3 separate regions of the Canis lupus genome follow, and regions 2 and 3 are each linked to region 1. Evidence: chromatin contacts called from public Hi-C data. All regions are on one chromosome and are shown on one strand. The core of a region is the stretch at or near the end of the contact, and the rest is flanking DNA. Distances in the headings are between cores, read along the strand shown.

Region 1 (4,054 bases), core at 533-3,032:
TTCCTATCCCCCTCAGCTGCTTTATTTTTCTTCTTAGCAACAGTTACCTTCTGACTGGATATATTTTAATTTTCTCAAATTATTTTGTTTATTGTACCCACTCTCACTTCCTCCAGTGGAAAGTAAGCTCCATGAAGACAAAGACACGTTTTTTGTTTTTTTTGTTTTGTTTTGTTTTGTTTTTTTCAGGCTTCCATCCCCAGTGTGTAGAACAATGTCCAGCCATGGAAGGCACTCAATATACATTTGCTACAAGAATACTGAATATGCAAACTTTTAAATCCTGATAAGGCTAAGAGATTTGAGAGACTACAGTATCCAATCTCCCTCCTTAAGGGAAATAGGACTTCACTTCTGACGTTCATGGAACTGTGGAAATTCTTTATCCTTCCTAGTAAGTGACTCCATATGCTCTAAGCAACATGCCAAAAATCTTCAGGCTCTCCAATATCCTTCCTATATCCAGGGAGGTATTAACTTAGGGTCATCAAAAAATCTTCATTTTCCTTCAGCACTACTGTCCTAACATTGCAAAGGCAAAGTGAACTCACTAAAAACGGTATCAAAGCACAAGTAATGAAGAAAAGTAATGAAGCTTGTAAACAGCCAAATGAACCCACGTCTATTTCACATCAAAGTGCATGGATAGCGGTGAGGGCTTCGACCAAGCTTAACTTATTATCCACTACAATCTTCAAAGAGCAAACATTTTTCTCATTAAACTCCTTAAAAACCAAAAAGGAGTTGGGATAGGGCTTTTGCAGATAGCCACGAAAATTAAGGCTGCGAGAAGTCCGTTCAGGCTACGAATCAAATTAAACAAACACGCAAGCAAATCCCTCTGGAACATGCTTGGACAGGGAACAGAAGCAAGGACGCTGGAGAACGGCAGGGGAGGCTCGGCTCAACCCAGCTCTCCCTCTGCTGGCTGCCCGACCCTCGGCAAGTTTGCTCAGACTCTCCGGGCTCAGTTTCCTCATCTGTAAAATGGAAACGGTACCTCACGGGGCTGCTGCGAGGATTGATCAGAGGGATTAGGTATTCCAACACGGAGCACCACGCCGGACACTTAGTGAGCACGGAGATGGGGACGACCGGCATTCCCGTACCACCGCTCCTACGGTGCTGAAGCGGGGCGCTCCTCCCTAGCACCTCACCGTCTTAAACACCGCGCACCAGCACTAGCAGCAGTGCGTCTTTTACCTACGGTCAGCAGCCAAGTTTAAAGAATACGCGTCCCTTTCCCTCCAGGCAGAGCACGGACCGGAAACCCGGAGGCTAAACACCCGCCTCCCGGCCTCGTCGCCGCCTCCACACGCCGAGCCGCGCACCCTCCGCACCCTCCTCTCGCCCGCCGCCTGCTGCCGCGTTCCCGCCGCGCCCCGGGCCCGCGACGCCCGCAGCCTCTCCCCGCGACAGCACGAGAGCCCTGGCCGGCCTCGCCCCGGCCCTCACGAGCGGCACAGCCCGGGCCGCCCGCCGGACCCGCGACGCCCGCTCGGGCTCCCTCAGGGCCGCCGCGTAGGGGCGAGGGCACCCGGGCACCCGGGCAGCCTCGCGCCCGCCCCCGGCCCCGGCCCCGGCCCCGGCCCGGGGCTCTCCGGGGAGGTGTCGCTGGCTCGGCCCTGGGGCCGCCCACGGGCCCCGGCCCACGTACCTGCGACCCCGCGGAGCGGCGGCGGCGGCGGCGGCGGCTGCAGGTGGAGAGGAGGAGAGGGGCGGGCCATAGAGACAGGCCGGGCTGCCCCGGGGCTAGAGCGGCCTCACGCCGCGCCGGACGGTGCGCCCCCTGCAGGCGGGAGGCCCGCGCGGCGACTCGGCTTCCCCAGAACCGGACGCTCCGCTCCGAAGGCGCCTGCTCGAATTCGGGAAAGGACGGAGCCTGCGCGTGGGCAGAAGACAATGACAGCCTAGGAAGAAGTTTTTCCAGCCTGAGTTCAGGAGCATTTTGCACTATTCACGTCCTTTTTCTAAATATTTAACATCCCAACCCCTCAGCTAAATGAAGGCTTCAAAGCAAGGATACTTTTATTAAAAGCTGTAAGCATCCATAGTCACCGACCTCTAGGTAAGGCTAATAACTCAGATGGATATATTCATAATAGCAACTGACTGCCATAATCCTAAAAATATGACGCTTTTTTTGTGTCAAAAATTGTTTGAATATTTACATCCTACTTTTTAGGATTCCTGGACTAAATGCAAGATGTATACAGCCAAATCTCACTGAAAATGTGGTGGATAGCAGGGTGGTGGAAGTTCATTTATACATATACAACATTTAAGTTTCCCAGCTCTGTTCCTACAGACTTCCTCTGCAAAGTGATTATCCCTTCTCTGAATTCTAGCACCACTTGCCCAACCAGGCCACCTTCTGGGATCTCATGTCCATCCACTCAAGAGCTATTATTATTCAGTCTAACAGTGTGTTCTTGGTAAAGTCATGTAAATGTTTAGGATCATTGTCAAATTTGAGAGAATCTCTTTCAAATTTCTTTCATATAAGAATTATGATTTCAGGGGGTGCCTGGGTGGCTCAGTCAATAGAGCATCTGACTCTTGACCTCAGGGTCATGAGTTAAAGCCCCACATTGGGCATGGAGCCCACTTTTTAAAAAATTATGGGGGATCCCTGGATGGCTCAGCGGTTTAGTGCCTGCCTTGGGCCCAGGGTGTGGTCCTGGAGTCCTGGGATGGAGTCCCACATTGGGCTCCCTGAATGGAGCCTGCTTCTCTCTCTGCCTATGTCTCTGCCTCTCTCTCTCTCTCTCTCCTCTCTCTCTCTCTCTGTGTCTCTCATGAATAAATAAAATCTTAAAACAAAAATAAAAAAATTATGACTTCAGGGCATTTCACATTTTCATGTGCAGTCACTAATCGTAAGTATTAATTACTATTTGAATGGATGACATTTATTAACCAATTTGTCATGGATGTCTTCCTTGTGGTTTGGGTTGAGTTTATAATATCTTCATTGATGCCCATAAATTTTGTCAAATCTACAAAGAATTTAAACCTTTTCCCAATATGTTCATAGGATGCACTTCTCTTCATTAATTGGCTTACTGAACAATCTGAGAGCGTATTTATTACTTCTATTCAAATATATTTCTTCCCCTCTATGAGTTATGCTTTTGTTTGATCTGAAAAAATGCAGGGACTGTGCAGACAGCTTTTTTTCTCAGGTGAGATTAAGGGAGTGAAATGCGCACTATTCATGTCCTGTGAATCCTCCACGGCACCACATGTGGGGACTATAGCACATCACTCTGGTCACTAGGAGTGTTCAGAGAAGCCTTTCCTCCACTTTGACAATAACTTAATGCTGCATGTGACCATAAACCACATGGACAATCCCATTAAATGCAAAACAGAGTATCCCCAACTGCATTTCTGCTTAGCAAGAGCCCCAAAATATCTATATTCACTCCAGTGCTACTCAAGAGAGAAGAGAGCCTTGGGAAGTCCGGGTAGAAATAGACAGCAGTCTTCATTGTAATTAAACTATATTAATTTTGCAAACTTTACAGAAACTTTTGACTGTGTGAACCTATTTCCAGAGTTCCTTCCAGGGTCTTGGAAGGAACCTGTACAAGGGAGGGTGGGGCTGTATTAGTTCTCTATTGTCACTGTAACAAATTATCACAAACTTAATGACTAATTCATCATCTTACAGTTCAGGAGGTCAGAAGTCCAAAATCAGTTTCACTGGGCCAAAATCAAAGTGTAGGCAGGGCTGCATTCCTTCTGGAGGCTCTAGAGAGGATCCATTTCCTTACCCTCTCCAGCTTCTAGAGGCTGCCCATATTCTGTGGCTCGTGGCCCCTTCCTCCATCCTCAAAACCAGCCATGTAGCATCATTTCTCCTTCTGACCTCTGCTTCTACTCTTGTATCTTCTCTAACTTTGACCTTCCTGCCTCATTATTAGGACTTATTATTAGGCTTACACTGGGCACACCCTGATAATCCAAAATTTCTCCACCTCAAGGTCTTTAACTTAATCACATCTACAAAGTCTTTTTTTCCCATTGCAAGGTAACATGGTTTCTGGGG
Region 2 (4,054 bases), core at 851-3,350, 250 kb after region 1:
GAGCCCAATGCAGGACTCGATCCCAGGACCCTGGGATCACACCCTGGGTGGAAGGAAGGCAGACGCTTAACCACTGAGCCACCCAGGAGTCCCTCTCCTAGATTTTTTGGTGACAACTAAATGAGATAAAGCCAGTATGGAGACTGGTGCATAGTAAGAGTGCAAAAATATCAGCTATTGTTATTACAGGTAGTAAAATCATCAGTAACTAGCTCTTAGGGGAGGAGCAATCCTTGTGTGTTTGGCCAACACTGGGGCCTTTCTGGAAGCAAAGTCCTTCCCAGAGACATGGGACTACAGACCACAGAGAAGGTACCCCCTTCCCCTCTCCCACCCTGCACGTCATAACGGAGACCAGCATAGGACACATCAAACCTACAAGAGTTTGCCCTTCGCCACGAACATCACGCTATTGCACAAGCCCTGAGGTTTAGAACTAATCCCAGGGAGAAGGAAGAGGAGAGGGTGAATCCTGTAGTTGCAGAAGTTTGTGAATAGACAGTCCTACTTGCTACACCTGCAAAGGTCTGTCCTGGCAGAACTGAAACCATTGTCAAACTATTTGGCTTGTGAATGCAACAGTCCCCCCTCCCACAACCTCCTCACCGCCATCTTTGCTGTCTCTCCTCAAGTCTGGTCAGAGGAACAGCGGGACCCTGCTGCAAGGGTTCACTGGCATTCAGATAGAAAAGTCTGGACCAGGGGCACCTGGGTGGCTCAGTCAGTTGTCTGACTCTTGGTTTCAGCTCAGGTCATGATCTCAGGGTCGTGAGATCAAGCCCCACATTGGGGTCCACACTCAGTGCAGAGTCTGCTTGATATTCTCTCTTCCTCTCTTTCTAGCCCGCCCCACTTTCTTTCTCTCTCTCTCTCAAATAAATAAATAAAATCTTAAAAAAAAAAAAAAAACGCCTGGTGTTGATTCTGTACATAAAGGATTGCTGGTGGGGGATGGACAGGAAGACATGGACTCTGCAGACGCTCCTGAGTGAGAACTGTAGGGAACGTTCGGAGGGAAGGAGGTAGAGAGGAATGGGGTTTTGAGCCCAGATGGCTGACAGGATGATGATGCCAGGAATTGAGACATCAGGAGGGACTACCTTGAAGGTGAGTGGGACTGAGGAAGATGTTCTCAGGCAAGACGAGTTAAGGTGCTGATAGGATGTCCAAATATAAATATCGGGCACACTATTGAAAAAGTGAGTATAAGTCCAGAGGAGTGGCTCTCAAACTTTTGGCCTCAGATGTCTTTCACACTCTTAAAAATATTGAGGACCAGAAGAGCTTTTGAGTAAGTGGGTTTTATCTATCAATGTTTATTGTATTAGAAATTAGAACTGAGAGATGCCTGGGTGTCTCAGTGGTTGAGCATCTGCCTTTGGCTCAGGGCATGATCCCAGGGTCCTGGGCTCGAGTCCAGCATTGGGCTCTTAGCAGGGAGCATGCATCTCCCTCTGCCTGTGCCTCTGCCTCTCTCTCTGTGTCTCTCATGAATAAATAAATAAAATCTTAAAAAAAAAAAAGAAATTAGAACTGAGACATAGAAAATATTTAGTAAAAAAAGAAAAAAGAAAAGAAAGAAAATATTTAGTGATTTGTTTACAAGTAACAATAACCCATTACACATTAATATAAATAATGTTACCATATTTTCCTAACCAAGAAAAGGATGAAATTAGTGATTGTTTTATATTTTTGCAAATCTCTCTAATGTCCAGCTTAATAGAAGACCTCTGGCTTCTCAGATCTGCTTCTACATTTAATTGAGACAAATTGTGTTAGCTGCAGTATAGGATGAAAATCCAGATTCATACAGATATTTAGTTGTAAAAAGGGAGGATCTTCTCTCTCCCCCTAGGGATCCCGGAATGGTACTTTGAGAACTGTTGGTCTAGAGAGAGGTCAGGGCTTTAAATGCTCGTTTTGAAGTTCTCTGTGCAGAGATGAGGGCTGCTGGTGTGGTGGCAGGAGAGCTGTTGCATGCAGGGAGCCAGGATCCGAGCTGTGGATCTGTTTGTGTGGTTGGTCCTCAGTACTCACCAATTCTGCACCTGCAGATTTGCCTACTAACTATTTGTGACTCCAGATCAATACCTGTGGCACCGCGGGGTCATCCCCAAACACGGTGCAGATAAGAGAGCCGTTGAGTCATCTGACGTCCGTGCTCCCCGGCTGAGGTCACCCCAGGCAATTGCCTGCTTTTTTGTTGCTGTTCTCATGTTGTCAACAAGCACCCTTTCTGTAGTCTATTTGGTGCCACTTTTTCCACATTTTTGTGCTTTTTGTTGGTGGTTTTGCTGCTTCAATGGTGCTCAAATACAGTGCTGAAGTAGTGTCTAGTGATACCAAGCACAGGAAGATTGCCATGTGCCTTTGGAGAAAACACTTATGTTAGATAAGCTTCATTCAGGCACGAGGTAAAGTCCTGTTGGCCCTGAGTTCAATGCTAACCAATAAATTAAATATAATACGAATTAGTATATAAAAATAATAGGTTATATATAAATCAGTATCTTAAATAAGATGTTTTTATTTTTTAAGGTTTTATTTATTTGGGACACCTGGGTGGCTCAGCAGTTGAGTGTCTGCCTTTGGCTCAGGGCCTGGTCCCAGGATCCCGGGATCAAGTCCCACTTTGGGCTCCCTGCATGGAGCCTGCTTCTCCCTCGGCCTGTGTCTCTGCCTCTCTCTCTCTCTCTTTCTCTCTCTCTCTCTCTCTCTCTGTGTGTCTCTCATGAATTAATAAATAAAATCTTTTAAAGATATTTTTTATTTATTTGACAGAGAGAGAGCACAAGTACGGGGAGCAGCAGGCAGAGGCAGAGAGAGAAGCAGGCTCCCCACGGAACAGGGAGCCCGATGTGGGGCTGGATCCCAGGACCCTGGGATCATGACCTGAGCCAAAGGCAGATGCTTAACTGACTGAGCCATCCAGGTGCCCCAATCAAGTATTTTTAAACAGAAATATACATAAAACAAGGCTATTTATCAGCGAGATGATGAAAATTCTGTGACCAGACGCTGGAAGAAACCTACACTTGTCTTTCCCCAGTGCAACGGTTCTAGGTTTGTGGCTGCGTATGGAGCATAACTGCCAGGGATAATGAGAATCTCCTGTACTTGGAGGGGAAGGGAAATCAGTCGGGATGTGGAGAACCACGACAGTCATTCCAGTAAGAAAAAGTTTCCAAAAGGAAGTTCTGGTCAACTTGTCAGCTAGAGCAGTGGCAGCTAAGGGAAATGTCAGGGCTGTCCTGCCCCCAGCACCACCCTGGGGGCGCCCACGGCTCCTGCCTGGACAGGTTGCTCCCAGTCTCTTGCCTGTGCCTACAAATAAGCCTTCAAGCTTACCACAAGCAGAGAAGATGCATTCCTTCCTCAGAATGTAATGAGAGGGTAAGGCCTCCCCTTAAAAAAGAGGAGGAGAGGAAAATATAAATTGGCTGAAGACGAGAATGAGCTGATTAAAAAAGGAGAGTTCTGGGGTTTTGACCAAGTGCCGGAATCCTTCACTTTCCCAGAGGTGGACAGAAGATGACATTTTTCAGCAAGAGTGCCTTGGGTTACAACACAGACGTTTTAGCAAAGAACTGTCAGAAAGGCAAAAGATCTTTTGGTAAACTTCAGCCTGGAAATGGCTGAGAGGAAAGGAAGTCCGAGCTCTCCCTGGTTTTAAGGTGATTTGATACAGGTGAGCTCAGCTTCTCCCAAGGACTTTTTAGTCTCCATGGTCATGGCACGCTTCCACCACCTGGTGACCACACACTTAAATTGCAAGGCCTGCTTTTAGAAGCCAGGGAAACATCTGGCTGCATGAGAAAACCACTGAAATGAGCTTATAGCAAACAGCTGCTAATTCTCTTTTAACCAGAAATAGTACTTGATAATTCTAGCCCACCTTATGGTTATCCCTTTCTTCTCTGGATTAGTATACATTTTTTGGTGTGGTTTTTTTTTTTTCCTTTACCAATATCAGTAGACACTGAACCGTTCTTGACTTGACAATGGACGTTGAATAAAAGTCAGCTGACAGCTCAACCGCAGGAAAGACCTA
Region 3 (4,054 bases), core at 711-3,210, 170 kb after region 1:
AAAAGAAAACCCTGGCAACTCATCATGCCACATATCTATCTGCCAAATTTTGTTTTTGTGAACTATTTGTCTTCAAAATAAAAAGAGAAGGTTAGCCACATTTTTTTCCTCCATAAATTTCAATCTTACTCTGTTATTTTGTTCAATTCTCCGTGACGTACAGATATTCTGGACCACTTTAAAAAAACAAGCCTTTACGACTTGAATGCCATTGAATACAATGGTCCAGTCCACACTACACTCAAAGTTTACAACAAAACTGGTGAATACATTTTTTTTTTTTTTAAGGAAAAACCTCTCAAAAGCACAGAACTACTTCAGAAGGGAAAATATTCTGAACCGATTACCATTGGGTAAAAAATTAAAATGATCTACACGGCCGGAAAGGAAACCGTGAATCTCAAAAGGGTGATCCTCCACATCCTCTGCTCCCACTACCCTGCTGTTTACCACAGGAGAGTGAGAAATGCCTGAACTCGGGGAAAACCTCAAATGCGCGTCTCATTGGCAATTCACATTTCTAGGGCCATGGGTTACTGACAAGTTCTTAAGAATGGAATCAGAAACCCGAGGACCGCAACATCACCAAATTAACTTTATTCTAAGGCGCTGTGGCTCCCCCAGGCGATTGGGCCAGGAGCAGAAGCAGGCCTCGGGCCTGTGAGGTTACAGGGTTCAACACGTGGTGTTTTTCGAGCACCGAGACGCACTTCCTCTGGGTCCTGGGGCGCCGGCGAGAGCCCCGGGTGGTGGGGCGAGCCTCCGCCGAAGCCCGGAGAAGGGGGCTCGGCTGCCGACGCCCCAGAGCCCCGCGTCTACTGGCGGGAGCGCGGTGGAAGAAGCCAATCTCACCCACCCTCCCGGCGCGTCATCACCCTAAAGTTTGAGAGCGGCAGAGGCCGAGAAAATGGTCGCAAAGGAGGAAGTAGCCAGGCGTGCGGCTGCCGGCTCCCGGGCGCCGGGGTCCCGGCGCCCGAGCCTCTCCGCGCCGGCCCTCGGGGGGGTGACATGCCCTCCGCCCCCTCCCCCGGGCCCGCCGGCCTAGCCCGCCCGCCGCCGCCTGCGCCTCATGGCCGCCCGCCCGCCCGCCCGCCCGCCGGGCCCGGCTCTCACCGTCCGCCGGCTGCTGGAAGTTCACATACGCGTAGCCCAAGGAGCGGCGGGTGATCATGTCCCTGCAGACCCGGATGGAGAGGATGGGCCCGGCCGGGCTGAACTTCTCGTAGAGCATCGCCTCGGTCACGTCGGGGTGTAGGTCCCCCACGTAGAGCGAGGCCATGGGGTAGCTGGGGGCGCTGGGGTTCATCTCGGCACGGCTGCCCGCAGGGCCACAGGCCGCGACCTTTCCGTGAGAGGAGGAGAGCGAGTGCTGGGGCCGGGGGCCGGAGCCGGGGGGAGGGGAGCGGGGGCAAGCGCAGAGGGACAAAAATCAACCGGAATCGAAAACTACTCAACGGCCGCAGAACGGGGTCGATCGGCTGCCGCCGGCTGCGGAGTGCTGGCTGCTGGCTGCTGGCTGCTGGCTGCTGGCTGCTGGCTGCCGGCTGGGAAGCGAGGGTGGCGGTGTCGGGTCCGGGCAGCGGGAAGGCCTCGGTCTCTTGGTTCCTTCTTGGAGCTGCTGCGGGGCCGCGGGCGGGCGGGCGGGTCGGTCTCGGCTGCTTCACCGGGTTATTTTACAAAAGAGGAAGAAAAAAAAATAAAAGTCTCCGGCGGAGGAGACGCGGATTTTTTGTAAATTTTTTTTGGGTTTTTTAAAAGGCTTTTTTAGATTTTTTTTGGATTTTTTTAATAATAAATGTGTGTTCCGAGCCCGGAGCACACACTCCGCACTCTCAGCACTAACCGCCGGGGAGAAGGGGAAGCACCGCCTCCTGCACCCTCTACTTATACCCCCCGCCGCACTCGCCCCGCCCCCGCGCGTCTGACGCCAGGGCCCTACGCGAGCGTCAGCGCCGGAGGAGGAGGGGAAAAGGAGGCGAGGGGGAGGAGGGAAGAGAGAACAGGAGGAGGAAAGAGCAGAGAGGAAGGGAGAGGTGGCGGCGGCGGCGGCGGCGGCCGTGCGTGTGGGGGTGGGGCGGGGCGGAGCTCCTGCGCACGCGCCGCGGCCGGGGGCGGGGCCCGCGGTGCGCACGCCCGCGGGGGAGGGAGCCGGGTGGGCCGGCCTCTCCTGCCGCCGCCGCCCCCGCCCCCGCCCCCGCCCCCGCCTCCACCCCGAGGGAGCGTTAACCCGTCACCGCGGCGGTGGGCGGTGCGCGGGGCTTCCGGGTTCCTCGGCGCTAACCACCCCGCACGTGCGCGGCTGTCCGGGCCTCCTCCCGCCTCGGCCCGCCCTGCTCCGACTCGCCCCGGCCCCGGAGGGACGCCGGGCACAGGGGGGCCGGCGTGGCCCCTTCCGGGCCCAGTTTCCGAGACGCGCGTGAAAAGAGGCCGGGGCTGGCCCCCCTTTCTCCTACCGGGACCGCACTACGAGTCCCAGCGGGCAGCGCCGCCACGCGCGTCGGCCGCAGAAGCGGTGCCTGCCGGGAGCTGGAGTCCCCAACGGCCGCGGCGCTCGCTGCCCCCAACCGGCCGCGGGTCGCGGCCGCCCGCTCGGGGACCCGCAACCGTCCGGCGCCGGACCCGGGCGGCCCGTGGCCTCCGGCGGGGGCGGGGCCCTCGGCCTCCACCGCGCGCTGTCCTTTGCTCAGAGGGGCTTTAATTTGGGAAAGCGGTTTCGGGGTCTTTGTCCGCCTCCCTTTTTAAAGTGTCGTGATCTCTATGAACTTAAGCTGCGAGGTGGGAATCTTTGGTTCTGCTATTTCTACTTTGAGATTTCTTTGCGGCAGAAAACAGGACTCAAGAAAAACTGCTGTTTTTCCTCGGAGTATGAGTCTCTCAGTCGGAATAGCAGCCCAGACCCGCAAGCAGGCAAGGTCAGCAACAGTTTATGACAAATGTGTGAAACAACCTCATACATTTCGTTGCGGACTTTAATAGAAATGGTGAATTTAATGAATCGATGGTCCTCAAAAAAACACCGTTATATAATTCCATTACAGTGTCCCTACAGGAATGCCATTAAGTCAACTCCCACTTGAGAGTTTTTTACTTTACAGTTCTTAGACCCCTTGCATAAGCATCATTTGTTCCCTACAGCATCTGGTGTGGGTGGTGGAGCACTTAGTAATAATTTTATCTTACTGTTAAGAGAACAGTCTCAAACTAAACGATTGCCCAATTCATTCTTTAATTCAATAAACTTTAATGCATGCCAGATACTTTACCAGGTGTGGACTGGGGGCTTTATTGTCATTTAATTAGAATTTAAACCAGCAGAATCCCACATAAGTGCTATTTCGCCCCCATCTTGGTAGGAAGATAATATTTTTTAAAAACATACTGCCTCATGTGCTTTATTAAGCAAAAGAGCAAAACTTTGGATTGTGTAGTAGGAAGACGTGTCTATTAGGAAGTGTTAAATCACCGTTCACTCTGTTAGAACTCTGTGGTTAAAAGTCAATCCGTCAATATATTTATTGAACGCCTGCCAAGTGGAGAGTACTGTGTAAGTAGGAAAGACAAGTGACGGAAACAAAACCCTGTCCTCACGAAGCTTATCATGAGCTCTCTGGTATCCTAAGTGCCAGCATAAAAATTAATGCAGTCAACATGCAATCCCAGCATTTTATCTGGCTGTGACAATTTTCTGTTAGATTCTGTATTTTCTTTAAAAAACAAGGGGTGGGGGATCCCTGGGTGGCTCAGCGGTTTAGCGCCTGCCTTCGGCCCAGGGCGTGATCCTGGAGACCCGGGATCGAGTCCCACGTCCGGCTCCCGGCATGGAGCCTGCTTCTCCCTCCTCCTGTGTCTCTGCCTCTCTCTCTCTCTCTCTTTCTGCATCTCTCATGAATAAATAAATAAAATATTTAAAAATAAATTAAAAAGTAAAAAACAAAGGGTGGAAATTCCATCATTGTACTTCGGAAGAAAACAGGACTTCGTTTTAATATTTTTATTAAGTGACCAAAACAGGTAATATGAGAAAACGGGTCAAAGAAGAAGTGTACTCAATAAA

Evidence for each region. A called contact is a pair of places that touch in the nucleus more often than the background predicts.
Region 2: a Hi-C map of liver shows a contact between it and region 1, with 7 times the contacts expected there. The contact joins the enhancer-like site here to the promoter of ANKRD46 in region 1. A contact is called at or near these places in 5 of 9 Hi-C or Micro-C datasets (amygdala, blood, liver and 1 more).
Region 3: a contact with region 1 is called in a Hi-C map of blood, with 3 times the contacts expected there. The contact joins the promoter of PABPC1 here to the promoter of ANKRD46 in region 1. A contact is called at or near these places in 3 of 9 Hi-C or Micro-C datasets (amygdala and blood).

The regions. Positions count from the first base shown.
Region 1 is chr13:2,540,097-2,544,150 of UU_Cfam_GSD_1.0, forward strand. ANKRD46 (ankyrin repeat domain-containing protein 46) reads right to left here and starts at 1,783. Exons shown (of 5, transcript XM_038555201.1): 1 at 1,658-1,783.
Region 2 is chr13:2,789,306-2,793,359 of UU_Cfam_GSD_1.0, forward strand. No RefSeq gene overlaps it. Among named protein-coding and RNA genes, the nearest start is that of PABPC1, 84 kb to the left of the region's middle. Within about 2 kb of position 2,101, at least 2 of the 20 cell types and tissues checked have an H3K27ac peak or open chromatin away from gene starts, as enhancers often do. A contact at or near this core is called in liver, where this site is marked.
Region 3 is chr13:2,705,344-2,709,397 of UU_Cfam_GSD_1.0, forward strand. PABPC1 (polyadenylate-binding protein 1) reads right to left here and starts at 1,961. Exons shown (of 15, transcript XM_038555213.1): 1 at 1,114-1,961. The coding sequence starts at 1,306. It overlaps LOC119864992 (a long non-coding RNA gene), which reads left to right and starts at 2,634. Exons shown (of 4, transcript XR_005368438.1): 1 at 2,634-2,912.